Regions from separate parts of the Mus musculus genome. Here region 2 is linked to region 1. The links are chromatin contacts, called in public HiChIP or PLAC-seq maps. All regions are on one chromosome and are shown on one strand. Each heading gives the region's core, a stretch centred on a gene start, on an enhancer-like site or on the middle of the called end of the contact. The rest is flanking DNA. Distances are from core to core; before and after follow the strand shown. Region 1 holds the start of Ofd1 (OFD1, centriole and centriolar satellite protein). Region 2 has its middle 35 kb from the start of Egfl6.

Region 1 (6,570 bases), core at 1,643-4,142:
AACTGAGGAAGGCACCTGACATCAACATCTGGCCTCCACACCATATATTAGAGAGCGCACTCCCCCTCCATATACATGACGCTCCTAAACAGTTTGGGGGCTAGTGATGTATCTCAGTTGGTAGAGTAGTTTTCCTTTCATGCATAAGACCTCAGGTTTGATCTCCAGCACCAAATAAACAGGTGATTCAAATAAAATGGGGAGTTTAAGGTAGCCCTTGGCTCTATACATAGTTCAAGGCCAGTCTGGGCTACAAAAACCCTGTCTCAAAAAAAAAAAAAAAAGTGGTTAAGAGTATCTGTTGCGTAATCATGAGGATTAGAGTTTAAATCCTAGGAGCTGTGCAATAAGCCAGCTGGGTGTCCTGCTAACACGAGGAATCAGACAGCCTGTTCAGGCCTCCATGCAAGTACAGGCACACAAACTACACAGGTGCACACACTCAGGCAGACATAAATAAAATCTTTTAAAAATATATAGCACGGAAGGACAGTTTTCACAAAGTTGGTGAAACTCAAAGCATGAGACAAAAATTTGCCAATCTTAACACACATCTCAGAAATGGTCTTAACTAGAGCAAAAAGAAAGAAACAGATGATTTGACAAGTTTCATTTTATCACTGAGTTGGATGTAGAAGATGCCTGTAATGCTAATCCTAGGAAGGTAGAGTCAGGACATCACCTAAGCTTGAGGCAGTAGAGTGAGACACTGTTTCAAAACCACAAAAGTTATGACAAGACCCACAAAGGGAACAAAAGTACCTAGACATAAATGACTTTGTAATTGACTATAAGTACAAATTCATTTCAAATAAAAGGAGAGTATAAATTAAGCACTAAATTCCATAAAATTTACATTATTAACTCACCTCTATCAGTCATTGAACTAAGAAAGTAAAAATTATCTAAATTTGAGAAAATGAAAACATGCCCTGCTTTTCCTCCAATTGGGCTAATGGACTGAATAAGCAGTCATGCTGAAACTGGGAACAAGACTTGCACAAAGGGCTTACAGATAATGATATCCATTGCTTAAGACCAAATCAAACTGAGACGTGAAGGATGAAACAAATATTCCCAAACTGCCTGTGAAATACACACCAACAATCCTTCCCTAGCCATATGGACACATTGCTAGAAACGCTCTTACCCCAAGACATAATGGCCCTGGCCTAACACCCCAGTACTCAGGAAGGAAGCAGAACCCTGCAAACTGGCCCAAGCATGCTCAGGCCTTTTTCCTCAGACAGGGGAGTTCTCTATACTAGGCAGAAAATGACAGGTACAACAAATAGATGAGGTGGAGACCTAGGTAGAAGCCTCAGTCAATAGGAGGCAGCGACCTCCATGACCTCTGACTGACCAGGAGGAATCTGCTGCCACTGAAAATAAGGATTTCAGGCAACCTGAGGAAACAGGAAAAGGATCCTCATATAATCTAAATTTTAAAATGATATACACGCCTAACAGCAGTTTGTAGTTATAATATATGATTTTTCTCTCTTCTGCCTTTCTGTATTTTCCGGACAAGTCTTAAATATTTGTATGTAGTAAAACAAGAGTGGGAAAAATTGGGCTCACCTTTCCTTAATTTCCAATTCTATATGTAAAATATAGTCTAAAAGGTATATTGTAAGGAAACACATTGAACTAACTCCATCCCTTGCTGCTACCCAAACTTAAGATGTTCTAATAAACAGTTGCTATTCATTTAAAATATCCACACTCTAAAATATCTTATGTGTACTTACTATTACTGACACAGGGTATCACTATGAAGTCTTGGCTGACCTGGAACTGGCTATTTGGCCCAGCTACCCTCACAAGAGATGTGCCTTCCTCTGCTTCCGAAGAACTGGGATAAAGGCGTGTGACAAGACACCTGGTACCATTCCACTATAGATTTTTTTCTAGGGAGTATCATGAAACAGACTGGGCTTCATTTTGTTGTTCTCAGACATGTAGACCACAGTACTCTGCTCACATTACCCTCTGCAGTCCGTTCCTCGCAAGTCCCCCTCCTGCTCACTACATAGACGTAGCATGATCAAAGCGAGACTGGGAACAAGATTTGTAACAGCAGCTTAGTTTTATGGCAATGTGTTCATTATACAGGTTATGTGCTACCTTAATGAATGAATTTAAATGTGGAGCCACCTGCGGTTAAAGGTTACACTTGTGGAAGTATAACGACACGATTGTGCCTAAATCTGATACCTGAAGTGTGTCCAGTACACCCCGATCCTTAAACGTCTGGTATAGCTTTTTGCGCAGTTCATCTTGACTCAACACATCAGACTTGTGGGGCATGTTGGACTGAAAAGAGAAAATGATGGGTTACCTAGTGTCAACGTGGACCTGAATTTCAGAAATCAGTGACCTCACCGGAAGCCCTAAGATGCTTAACGGACATCAAAACAAAGAGATGTCCAATCGGAAAAACCCTGGAAAGTGGCAGGTGGAACTACCTGAGCCATCCTCATCTGCTTTCCTCCCGAGCTCGCCCCTCCACGGTCGGACTCCTCGGCCCGGGCCGGGGCGCAGGAGGAGAGGGAGCCCTTGACCTCGGAATCCAGCTTGTCTCTGGGGACCTAGGGGAGCAAGAGAGCTAAACATTCAGCCCCTAACTCGTCAAGCAGCCGCGCTTCCTCCCACGGTATGGGAAGGGTGGGCGGGTCCGCGAGCCAGGAGGGACTCTGGACGGAATAAAGACGGAAACGACAAGCGAGGGCCCCGAAGCGGCCGCTCAGTCGGCAGTTTTCCCTGCTCCGTAGCTCATCCCTACACTGCCCGCCGCCCGCCGCCTGCTCCGCCCGCTCCGGCCGCTCGGCCCGCTCGGCCGGCTCAGCCTAACCGCCCAGGCTTTGGCCCTCCGTGACGCCTGCGCGCTCTTAGGCGAGCAGTCCCGGCCACGTCTCGCGAGAGCATAGCCTCAGATCTCGCGAGAGTGATTTTGGGACTCCCAGGCTGAGGCTCCCGAGCGCAGATTAAAGAGGCGGCCGGTTCTCATCTCGGCTCCTCCCTACAGGTGAGCTCTGGAGGGAAGCAGGCGGCGGGCGTTCCGGGTCCGCGGGGGCATCCAGGCCTCCCGTGATGCGAACAGTGGTCTTCTACCTCTACCCAGCCCTGACTCGGGACAGCACGCCCAGCCCCCCGGCGCCGAGTAATCCCCGTTCTCCTAGTTGGTATAGCCTCCGTGTCCCCTTGGAGGGGACCTCCGCGCACTGGGACGGAGGCTTGGCGTTCTCCAGGTCGCTAACGCAGTGCATCTTCATTGCAATGCCATTGCCCTTTGCAGCCGGTTTACTGTAGAAAGCGGTCTCGGGCATCGTAGGTTGACCGCATCCTTGGTCAGTTTCCATTAAATGCCAGTGGTACCCTACCTCGCCCTCCAGACTTTGACAGATGCTCTCAAAGAGGGCAAAAGCGCATCTCCTTGAGAAGCACGGAGCTTCATTTTATAGAAAAGCCCCACTAGTTTTGCTGATCTGTGGGGCAAGTTGAATTTACAGCTGTCAGGAGCAAGTTTCTGAAAGGTTCCTCCATAGAGAGATTTGCTATAAATATGGACGGCTTTGAACTGGGGTGCATGCGTTTTATCTTGTGTTTGCCTGTTAACTAAAATGTTTAACTTGTAAGGATTTCTAAATTCATCCTGCTCTTGCACTAGTAGTCTTCCACCATTGCACCATATGAATTTTTAGCTTCCTGGTAACTTCAGATGTCAGCCCTGGGCTTGGCCTTTACAGCAGTTTAGAATAAGCCTGTCAAGTCTAGAGTTAAAAAAAAATACTTGATCTTGTGTATGTACTGCACTCCCTCAAACCCATACCAGACATGAATAATTGATCATAGCCATTCGACCACACTGTTTCTCAGCACCAACTCCTGACAGCCATACCAGACATGAATAATTAATTGATCACAGCCTTTCACTGCTGACCACACAGTTTCTCAGCACCAGCTCCTGGCAGCCATACCAGCAAAGCAGATTTTGCTCATAAGGAACCACGAGCTATCCCTAGTCAAATCCCTTTCCTACTAGACATTATATTTCAAGAATATACTAAACACCCACCACAGAACACTTCATCCTCACTTAGCTTAAAACACCCTCGACTGGCTCCTTCAGTTGCTCTTATTTTGTTTTGTTTTCAGACCATTCATTGTCTAAGTCCCCACCCACCCCCCTGCTCCCAACATATTGTTTAAAGGTATCCATCATTTGAAATTATGATTTCCAGAACTAAGTATTTTCACAGGAGATGTAATGAGGATGACAGCAGCACTTTCCACACCTTGTTTGGGCACTGTCTTCACTCAGTTTTTGGTTGTTTTGTACTTTTAGATTTATTTTAGAGGTGTGTGTGTGTGTGTGTGTGTGTGTGTGTGTAATGAGTACAGGTACCCACAGAGTCCAGAAGAAGGCATTAGATCCCATAGAGCTGGAGTTACAAGCAATTGTGAGCTGCCTGATGTAGGAGCTGGGATTGAACTTGTGTCCTCTGCAAGAGCAGTATGTTCTCTTAACTGCTGCACAATCTTTTTGCCCCAGCGGTCTTAATCTTTATTCAGCCTAGAATTCTTTAGCTTTTCTTTCTTGACATGTCAGGCTGCTGCTGCCTCACTGAGCAATAAATCCAAACTTTTCGATTCTCATTTCTTTTTCTCTAGGGTTCTCTCCTTTTGTTGTACAGTTGGTTTGTTGTTACTGGTTTTAGTTTTTTGAGGCAGAGTCTCATACTGTGGCCTAGCTGGACCAACTCATAATTGTTCTCTTGTTTTAGCCTCCCTAGTGCTGGGTTTAAAGATGTGAACCACTGTAGCTGGCTTCTGCTGATTTTAAAACTCAAGTACAAGACTATATATATCTCAGTCTCTTATATCTTAATAATTTTATGCAACACTGGTAGACTTACAGGTCCCATGGTGTCTTTCCTGTTACCCCATTTTGAGGCAGGGTCTCCCTTTATATAGTCTTGGCTGTCCCTGGTCTTATATGCAAGCCATGCTGTCTGAACCTCACAAAGATCCATCTGCTTCCCCGTCACAAGTGCTGGAATCAAAGATGTATAGCAGCAGACCTAGCCCTGGAGATGATTTTTATTCCTCACTTTGGTCTGCTAGGAAACTCTTAATAGTTACCTTGTATTTGAATGTGATAAGTTGTCTTTAAGTTACTGAGTTAGTACCAGCCATGATAGCACAGACCTACAATCCACGCACTCAGGAGGCTAAAACAAGAGGATCATGAGATCAAAGCCAGCCTGGGCAACATAGCAAGACCATGTCTCAAAACAAAACATATACACATACACACACATGCACATACACTCCAGGAAAAGAAAAAACACTCAGATGTTTCTGGGTATTAATTTTAAGTCAGCTTTAGGTTGCCCCTTATTCAGCAAATAACGAGTGTTGGCTGGATCACTGGCACTGTCAGAACCCTGGGGATATTATACAGAACAGAACAGTGTGTCTATTATCTTTGGGGACTTCTTTCTGTCACCCAGGTTATAGGTCTCTAGTGTGCTCCTACATAGATACCAAAATACCCAGAAAATTTACTGTCCACCTACCACATTTCCTTTTCAGAGCAGAAAAGTGAAGTTTGATGTAGTTTGTTCTTAGTATAAGTAGAGAATTAAATGAATAATAACCTGGATGTGATGTTAGTCGTGGTTTCTTAACTTATACTGAATGAGCTACTGTACAGAAAACAAAAAAAGGTCCTGACATGCTATCTGACCAAAATCGGCCAGGTAACACCTACTTAGGTTGGTGTTTTAGTCTCGTGAATATACCCCGTCATAGATGAGAAGATATCCTTTTATCTGTTTCTGAAAATTGGAATAGCATTACCTGTCTCTTAGCATATAGAACCTTTCTGTGCCTATGATTTCTTTAATGTCACTTAACAGTAGATGGAGAGTTGTTGATCCAAGCTATATAATTGGCCAGGACCTGAAGACTTTTTTGAATTGAAATGCTTAGGAAGTTTTCTAATATCTAACATGCAGTCTTGAAATTTGCATCCTGCACCGCCTGCCTGCCCCGCTGCTGGGAAGTTATGCTTTGTATGTAACAGGGAGAATGGAAATTAAGCAGATTTGCATCTTTTGTTATTTCCGTGTATGTCCAGTGCTGGAAGCCCTTCTTTTCCTAATGGTCACAACCTAGAAGCATTGGCTTTTCTTCCATAGTTTGTACACTTAAGTTCTCCTTTAATTTTGCTCTTTTCGTGGAGCCTGGCTAGCTTTGAGCTTAGGACCTGCCTGCCCTAGCTTCCGTGGTGCTAGGATAGCATGTCTGCTTTAATCTGTGTATTTGGGGATCAGCTAATAAGCACCTATTTTATCCATAGGGACTGTAACATTTTCAAAAGTTGTAGAGATTAAGATGCTTAGTGGCTTCTATATTAGATAGTATGGTTATAGAGCATGCCTATCTTGGCAGAAAGTTTACTAGCGTGGACAACAAAAGTGTGGAGCACCTTTGCCCAGTGCCCAGCATGAGGTAAGCCTAAGAACAGCAGCTAAGTCTAAATGCTGCATACGTTCTCTTACA
Region 2 (6,777 bases), core at 3,564-6,063, 180 kb after region 1:
GCAAGTACAGCTCTCTCTGGCAACTCCAGTCCATCTCAGAAAGACAAATCCTAGACTGCCCCCAGTTAGCAATTTTAAGAAAGTAAAAAACAAAACAAACAAACAAAACAAAAAACCCCAAAAAACTTCCGGGCGTGGTGGCACATGCCTTTAATCCCAGCACTTGGGAGGCAGAGGCAGGCGAATTTTGGAGTTCGAGGCCAGCCTGGTCTACAGAGTGAGTTCCAGGACAGCCAGGGCTACACAGAGAAACCCTGTCTCAAAAAACCAAAACCAACCAATCAAACAAAACCCATGCTTAATAAGGAATAGCCATCAGCATTTTCCAGACTGTGCCAAAGAGTGAAAGATAGAATTTTCTAGAATTTATTAAACCTGCTATAATAATTAGGGAATTTATAAACTACATCTTAAAAAATATCTTTTCTTCATTCCACTGAGAATTTTCTACAATGAATTTTTGATCATATTCATACTTGTCCCCCATCTTGTCAATATGCAGCCCTGGTTGACTGGTACGTGCTATATAACCCAGAGTGGCCTCAAATTCACAGCAATCTTCTCACCTCAGCCTCTGGAGTTCTGGGATTACTGGTGAAGAGGTTAGCTCAGGAACTTTAGAAAATTCCACCAGACCCCCCCCTCCAGACCATAGGGAGAAGGAACCAAGCATTGGAGCTCATAGACATGTACCAAGACTGTTGGCCACCCACCTTATTCCCTATAGACCAATCAGTTTAAAAGTCACACTGTTCTGCCAATCACATTGTGCCTAATGGCTGCTGCCTGGGGAACTGTGTAAAGGCTCACTGGACGGGCTGTGCATGGTCGTTCTCTCCCCATGTGCAGGGCACCCCTAACATGTTGGAATAATAAACTCCTCTTGCTTTTTGTGTCGATTCCTGGCTCTGAGCCGTTCACTCAGGGAGTCCCCAGTAAGCTAAGGCTAGCCAGAGTCTTAGACTGGCATGTGCCACCACACCTGGCAGAATCTAAATCATAAAAAGAAAACCCAACCAAATCCTAGTTAGGGTTACTGTTATGAAACAGATGAAACACCATGACTGAAAGCAAACTGTGTAAGAAGAGGTTTATTTTGCTTACATTCCTTATAACTGTTTATCATTGAAGGAAGTCAGGACAGAAATTCAGAACTGGAACCTGGAGGTAGAAGCTGATGCAGAGGTCACGGAGGAGTGCTGCTTACTGGTTTGATCCTCAGGGATTGCTCAACCTGCCTTCTTATATAACCCAGGACCATCTGATCAGGGATGGCACCTTCCACATTGGGCTGAGACCTCCCTCATGGATCACCATTTAAGAAAATGTCCTATAGGCTTGCCTACAGATTTATCTTATGGAGGCATCTTCTCAATTGATGTTTTCCCCTATCTAATGACTCTAGTTTGTATCAAATTGACATAAAATTAGCCAGCACAACAATCATCACAGGCAGGGTATACCACAAACAGAAATGATTGAGGAAAAAGACTAAGGTTTGTTAATAATCAGAACAGAGAATCTGGATGAAAAAACTTACCGTTCCAATAAAGCTGGCTTGAAATGCTGCTGAGTCCAGCATAGCTTTGATAGGGTTGGAATGATATGGTCCCAGCCCCTGGAACAGGGTCACCAGCGTATGGGCCTCCACATGGCTGCTTTGGGTGTAAGGCTTGTTGGTATAATAATGCACGTATTTCCTCATTCCTCTTTTATGGAATGCCACCCTACTTGTTAATGTTAATGTCTCCATGGTAATCAGAGGCAGCATGAGTCCGGGAGGTGAAAGAGTGTCTAATGTCTCAGCAAAATGGTGAACGATGGGACCTTCAGGACAACCCTTAAGGCTGTGGGAAAGAGCTCCAAATTCATGAATCCAAAAGTATACAATTTTTCAACTATGCAAAATATAAGGATGTAATATGAATTAGATGAGGGGCTTCAAGGAACTAAAGGAGCAAAAGCAGCTGCACTGAGGACCAAGTTGTCAGAAAGATGCTAAGGAAGGAGATAGAGATCTCAGGAGATCCCATCCCGCTCAGTTTCTTTGCTTATACTTACAAAGGCAGCCGGATTCCTGAGTTCAAAGTGAGCCTGAGACAGAAGGAATTTAGGTCCAGGGCCAGGCAAGGTAGAAACGGTAATTTCAGGGTGGGGTTCCACCCAGCTATTTTATTCCCAGTGTTTAACAAAGGCAAGCAGATCTCTGGATTCTTTTGAAAGGTTAAAAAAAATGTGTGCTTGCAGTCTAATGAGAATTGAGGGTCTGATGTCTTTGGGTGCTGATTTGTAGAATAATCAAAAGGAAACCTGCAGTGAATGACTGAATTGATATGTAAAATAAAAGAGTGGGCTTATGCTCTCCACTAGATGAGCTGTCCAGAGAGTGTTTTAGAACAAGAGAGAACTACTTGGAAATCTGTCTCGATGAGAAAATCGAGAAAGAGCTATCTGGAGATCCCCAGGAAAAGCAGAACAGAGAGAAAACTGGCTAGAAAGCTGGTTTGAGCAGAGCGTAGGCCACCAGCTAGTAACCCATGAGATGACTTTGAATCATTTGTTTCTCTGCTCTCAAACACTCTGAGAACCCTTCTCCAAGCTGAGGCTGGTCCTTGGCAAAATGCAAAACAGCATGGGAGAAAACTCACACCTGGGCTAGCAAACCGAAGTAAGACCTAGAGAGGGGTATGGATTAAGCTTGGTCGGTCAGAAAGGGAACAAGGATTATATTAGGGACAATGCCCACGGGAGAAAATATAGACAATGTTAGGCAATGCTGGAGTGGAAGTGTGTGAAGGACAGAAGGGAGGAAGGTTGCTTGGAGCATCCTAGAATACAACCAAGAAGGGTGGCAGAGTGGCCTGAGTATTTTGGTCTCAGAGTCCACCGTCAGAAGAAAAGTAATTTCTCTTAACAGTGGATCTCTTAAATCATGTCCCAACTCAATCAGCAGCAGGAAAAGTGACTTGGGTGTACACATTTTGATAGATTGCAGAGACAGCCACCAGGCCCCTGGGTTACTAATGTTTTCTATAGCTAGAGGTGTCTAAGATACATCCAGATGATGGTCATAGGCCAGGCCAGACATTTTTCTTATGCCTTTTTGCTTAGGAATCACCCATTTCCATTTGAGATCACATTCAGAGTTGATGTACAAGTCAGTCCGTCTCAAGACTGAGGAGATGGCTTAATTGGCCAAATAGGCGCTTCTTGGGCATGAGGACTGGATTTTGGATCCCTAGCACCCATTTGAAAAGCTGGGCATGCCTGGAAGGCCAGCCCGAAGGAGGAGGAATGATGATTCCTAGAGCTTGCTGGCAGCCTGTCTCGATGCATAGGTGAACTTCAGGTCCAGTGAGAGGCCCTGGCTCAAAAAACAAAAACATTAAGGTGGATGTATTTTGTGGCCCTTACTTTTGCAGGGGAGAGAAAAGGGAAGGGAGAGAGGGAGGGAAGGAGAGAGACACAGACAGAGACAGAGAGACAGAGTGCAAAACATCAGTACATTAGGTATTGATAATATCCAGCAGAAACCGAGAGAGGAAATGCACAGATGGAGTTCTAAGCTGGGAGAGTTCAGGGCAACAGATGGAGATAACACCATCAAATGGGGTGCTCACTGCATGGAGCAAACAATCACCTGGAGAGTTTGAGGCAGTCAGCTGATGCTGCTGACGGAGCTTTTGCTTCATGGATGAACTTCCGGGTTTCATTTTCCACTGAAGGCACGTTTGGACTGTGGGATAAGCCACGGGAATGCCTGTTGGACACAGTTGCCTTTTAGCTAGTCTCAAGGACACTGTTTTCCTTCAGGCGGTTTTGCTGTTCTCTTCCTGAAACCATTTAGGAGTTCAGAGCAGGTTCATTCTCTGCTACTTAATGAGCGAAAAGGCAGGAAAAGTTTGCGAGGCAAGCAAACCCAACGTTTATTCAAGGAGATCAATTTGACTAGAGTTTAAAAGAAAACCACAGGGCAGGGAAGCTGTAAATCTCAGCAGCCAACTTGGAGGAGGAGAACAAAGAGGAGAAGGGAAAGTGCCATGCAGTTTGGGTTAGGCCTGCATGGAGGTCAGCCTCAGGGTGAACCAGCAGCCACTTGGCAGGGAGGGAAGCTTTAGAGAAAGAGTGAAAAAAAGCAGACTTAGCTCAGACTTAGGCTCTGGGCAGCCTGGAAAAGAGAGACACACAGAGAGACAGAGAGAGACACAGAGAGAAATAGTTACGACCCACCTGAACATCCGGGCGGATCATAAGGACTGTGATGGGGGAGGAAATTCTGGGAAGTAAAAGTTCATTGTCTCATTAAAGCCGTAATTATTGCACTTATCTCTTCCTCGAGGCTTACGGAGCCTGCCTTTCTGAGGGGCGTTTCCGTAATCAGGTGATTTATTGTCCTCACTGGATTAAGTTGTTTCTATTTCCACTCAAGTCAGACATTTCATTTTCTTGACCAAAAGGAACCAGTTTTTCCCTTAACTGGTCTTTATTGTTTCTGTATCATTCTCTCCCTATCAGAAAGTGGGCTGGGGGCGGGGGGGGGGGGCGGCGGCACGGGACTCAGCCCTAGACCTTGGATGAAATATGGCTTAAGTATGGCGAAAGGCCAGGGCCAAACAAAAACCAAAACCAACCCTCCCCCAACCAACCAACCAAAGATGGTGATGCTGTGACAAGCTAATGATGGAATGCTGAAACTGGATTGCAGTCCAAGGCTGCAAATGTGTATGAGGAAAATAGCAGACCCAGTGGGGAGGGGAAATCCCTCATCTCTGTTCATTGTCTTCGGAGTCTATTCAAGGATTGAGAACTGGGGCAGAGCTGTGCTGCTCCCACAAAATCTGGCCCAGTTCTTCTGAATGAGAACGCTGCATTTGCATACATTTGGCCTAGAGTTTGTCTACTATTTCATGCTTTGTTCTCATTTGTCTTAGAAGTGGATTTAGAAAGTCAAGTGCATTCAAGGGAGCGGATGGCAAAATCCACCTGTGAAATGAACCCTGGGAGAGATGGAATTGTTGCTTGCATATGAACTGTCAGGCTTGTCCCCACACAGCTTCCTGGCTGTCTGTAACAGTGACTCTCAGGAGCCACTTACGAAATGCCACCAGCTTCTTAGCCCTCAGAATTTCCACCAAAGTTTCAACACACAGCCTTTATCTTCTTTCTACCTGCAAAGTCACTGGTGGAAGAATTTAAAACTGAAGCTAGAGAAATGCTTTCAGGAACTTGGGATTCTCGGCTTAGTCATTTCAAATAGACTTGGGGGCTGTTTAGTGTTTAAAGTTATGTTTAGGTAAGAAAAAAACCGTAAGAAATGCGAGTGGGTATGCAGTAGAAAGTCCCCTCCCTTCCCTCTACAGTGACAAGGGGGAGCTGTACTCCAGCTTGTGCATTTGCAACCCAGAGCTCAGAAATGGCACACCCTTCTGTGAGACAGTACTGGCTTATTACAAAGAGCCACCTTTCTTCATGACTTTGACAAGGCTGTCTTACAGTGTCAGTCACATTGAATCGCCATCACTTGCCTTGAAAATGAAGTCACCTTTTTTTTTTTGTCTGTACCCATTGTTCAGGTTGGGCTCAAATACTTTCTCCTCCTAGGTCCTTGGACTTCTGCCAGATATAAGTTGTAGGAATAAGTTCAGCTCAGCTGATACTTCCAGGCTCCTGGTGTCTCCAAACAATGACAATACGGGGACAAGTGGGTAGTATCAGGAAGAGACCATTTATTGAAGGAAAGGTTTGAGCCTGAGCTGCAGCCAGGCTCAGGCAAGGAAAGAGTTTAAGCCAGGGGCTCTGAGACTCTTTTTTCCCCCTAAGTTTATGGGCTATACATTGTTTTTTTTTTTTTTTTTTGCAGTGCTCTGTTTTGGCAAAGATAGATCACAGTTGGAGGGTTTCCAGTGTCCTGTGGGTTTCTTTCATCTTGATGCCTCTCAGTGTATCTCTCTCTCCCTCCCCCCAACTCTGCCCTACTGCCCCCCCAGACCCTCAGACAATGAGAACTTAGAATGGGCTTTAGCCAGCAGATGACTGTTTTTTCATTTGCATGGTTGGATAAGAGCTGTATAATATAATATATATTTATATATATTATAATATATGTAATATCATATTATTCCTTTTATCATATTATTATTGCATACAAATTTTGTCCAAATCAACCCAGTAAACACCAAGGCTATCTTATATGGCAGGATTTTTAGGCACTGAAGCCACAACAGGAACGTATCATATTTCCACCAAATGGCATTTCAAGCCCAGCTTAGATGTACAGACACAAGTTCTCCATCCACAGGGTGTCTCAGAGGGTTTAGTGCTTAAAGAAACAGATGGGGCCTGGCTTCTGACCAAACCCATATTTTAGCTGTATCCCAAGATACATGGGGAGGCAGAGGAGAGGATGCTGCACATTATGAATGGCCTTTTGTTGTTGTTGTCCCTACTTTGATCAGCAGTCATATCTGTCGTGTTGAAGTGAACTAACTGTTATTTTGTGAGGCTAAGTGGAAAGACAGAATGGGGCTCCAACTGTACTCGCTGGCTGGGGAGCGGAAATGAGAATTTATTCTTTCTGAAGAATTCTTTTGAGAGGAGTATTTAGGAAAGCTTGCCCAAACAGTACTCAGACCATCCATTAGCTCTAGGGATACGGTGTTTTCTAAAGGACTCTGTCTGCTTCAGAGTCGGGTGAGGGAGTTAGTATTTATGCCATGGCCCAGGGCAAGACTTATTGCATAATTGGTCCACAGTAAGATCAAGGTGACCTTGGAGAAA

What was found. HiChIP or PLAC-seq counts read pairs in DNA pulled down with a chosen protein or histone mark.
Region 2: a contact with region 1 is called in an H3K27ac HiChIP or PLAC-seq map of embryonic stem cells, with 15 read pairs. The contact joins the enhancer-like site here to the promoter of Ofd1 in region 1. A contact is called at or near these places in 5 of 39 promoter capture datasets (the 3T3-L1 cell line, the C10 cell line, hippocampal neurons and 1 more), 2 of 484 Hi-C or Micro-C datasets (both in uterus), 8 of 115 datasets of contacts at active chromatin or transcription factors (bone marrow-derived macrophages, embryonic stem cells and large pre-B cells) and 4 of 9 other capture datasets (adipose tissue, embryonic stem cells, liver and 1 more).

Annotation. Positions count from the first base shown.
Region 1 is chrX:166,437,812-166,444,381 of GRCm38.p6, forward strand. Ofd1 (OFD1, centriole and centriolar satellite protein) reads right to left here and starts at 2,893. Exons shown (of 23, transcript NM_177429.3): 1 at 2,469-2,893; 2 at 2,218-2,316. The coding sequence starts at 2,483. Trappc2 (trafficking protein particle complex 2) reads left to right here and starts at 2,944. Exons shown (of 5, transcript NM_025432.4): 1 at 2,944-3,028.
Region 2 is chrX:166,617,023-166,623,799 of GRCm38.p6, forward strand. No RefSeq gene overlaps it. Among named protein-coding and RNA genes, the nearest start is that of Egfl6, 35 kb to the left of the region's middle. Within about 2 kb of position 4,814, at least 25 of the 459 cell types and tissues checked have an H3K27ac peak or open chromatin away from gene starts, as enhancers often do. A contact at or near this core is called in embryonic stem cells, pancreatic islet and uterus, where this site is marked.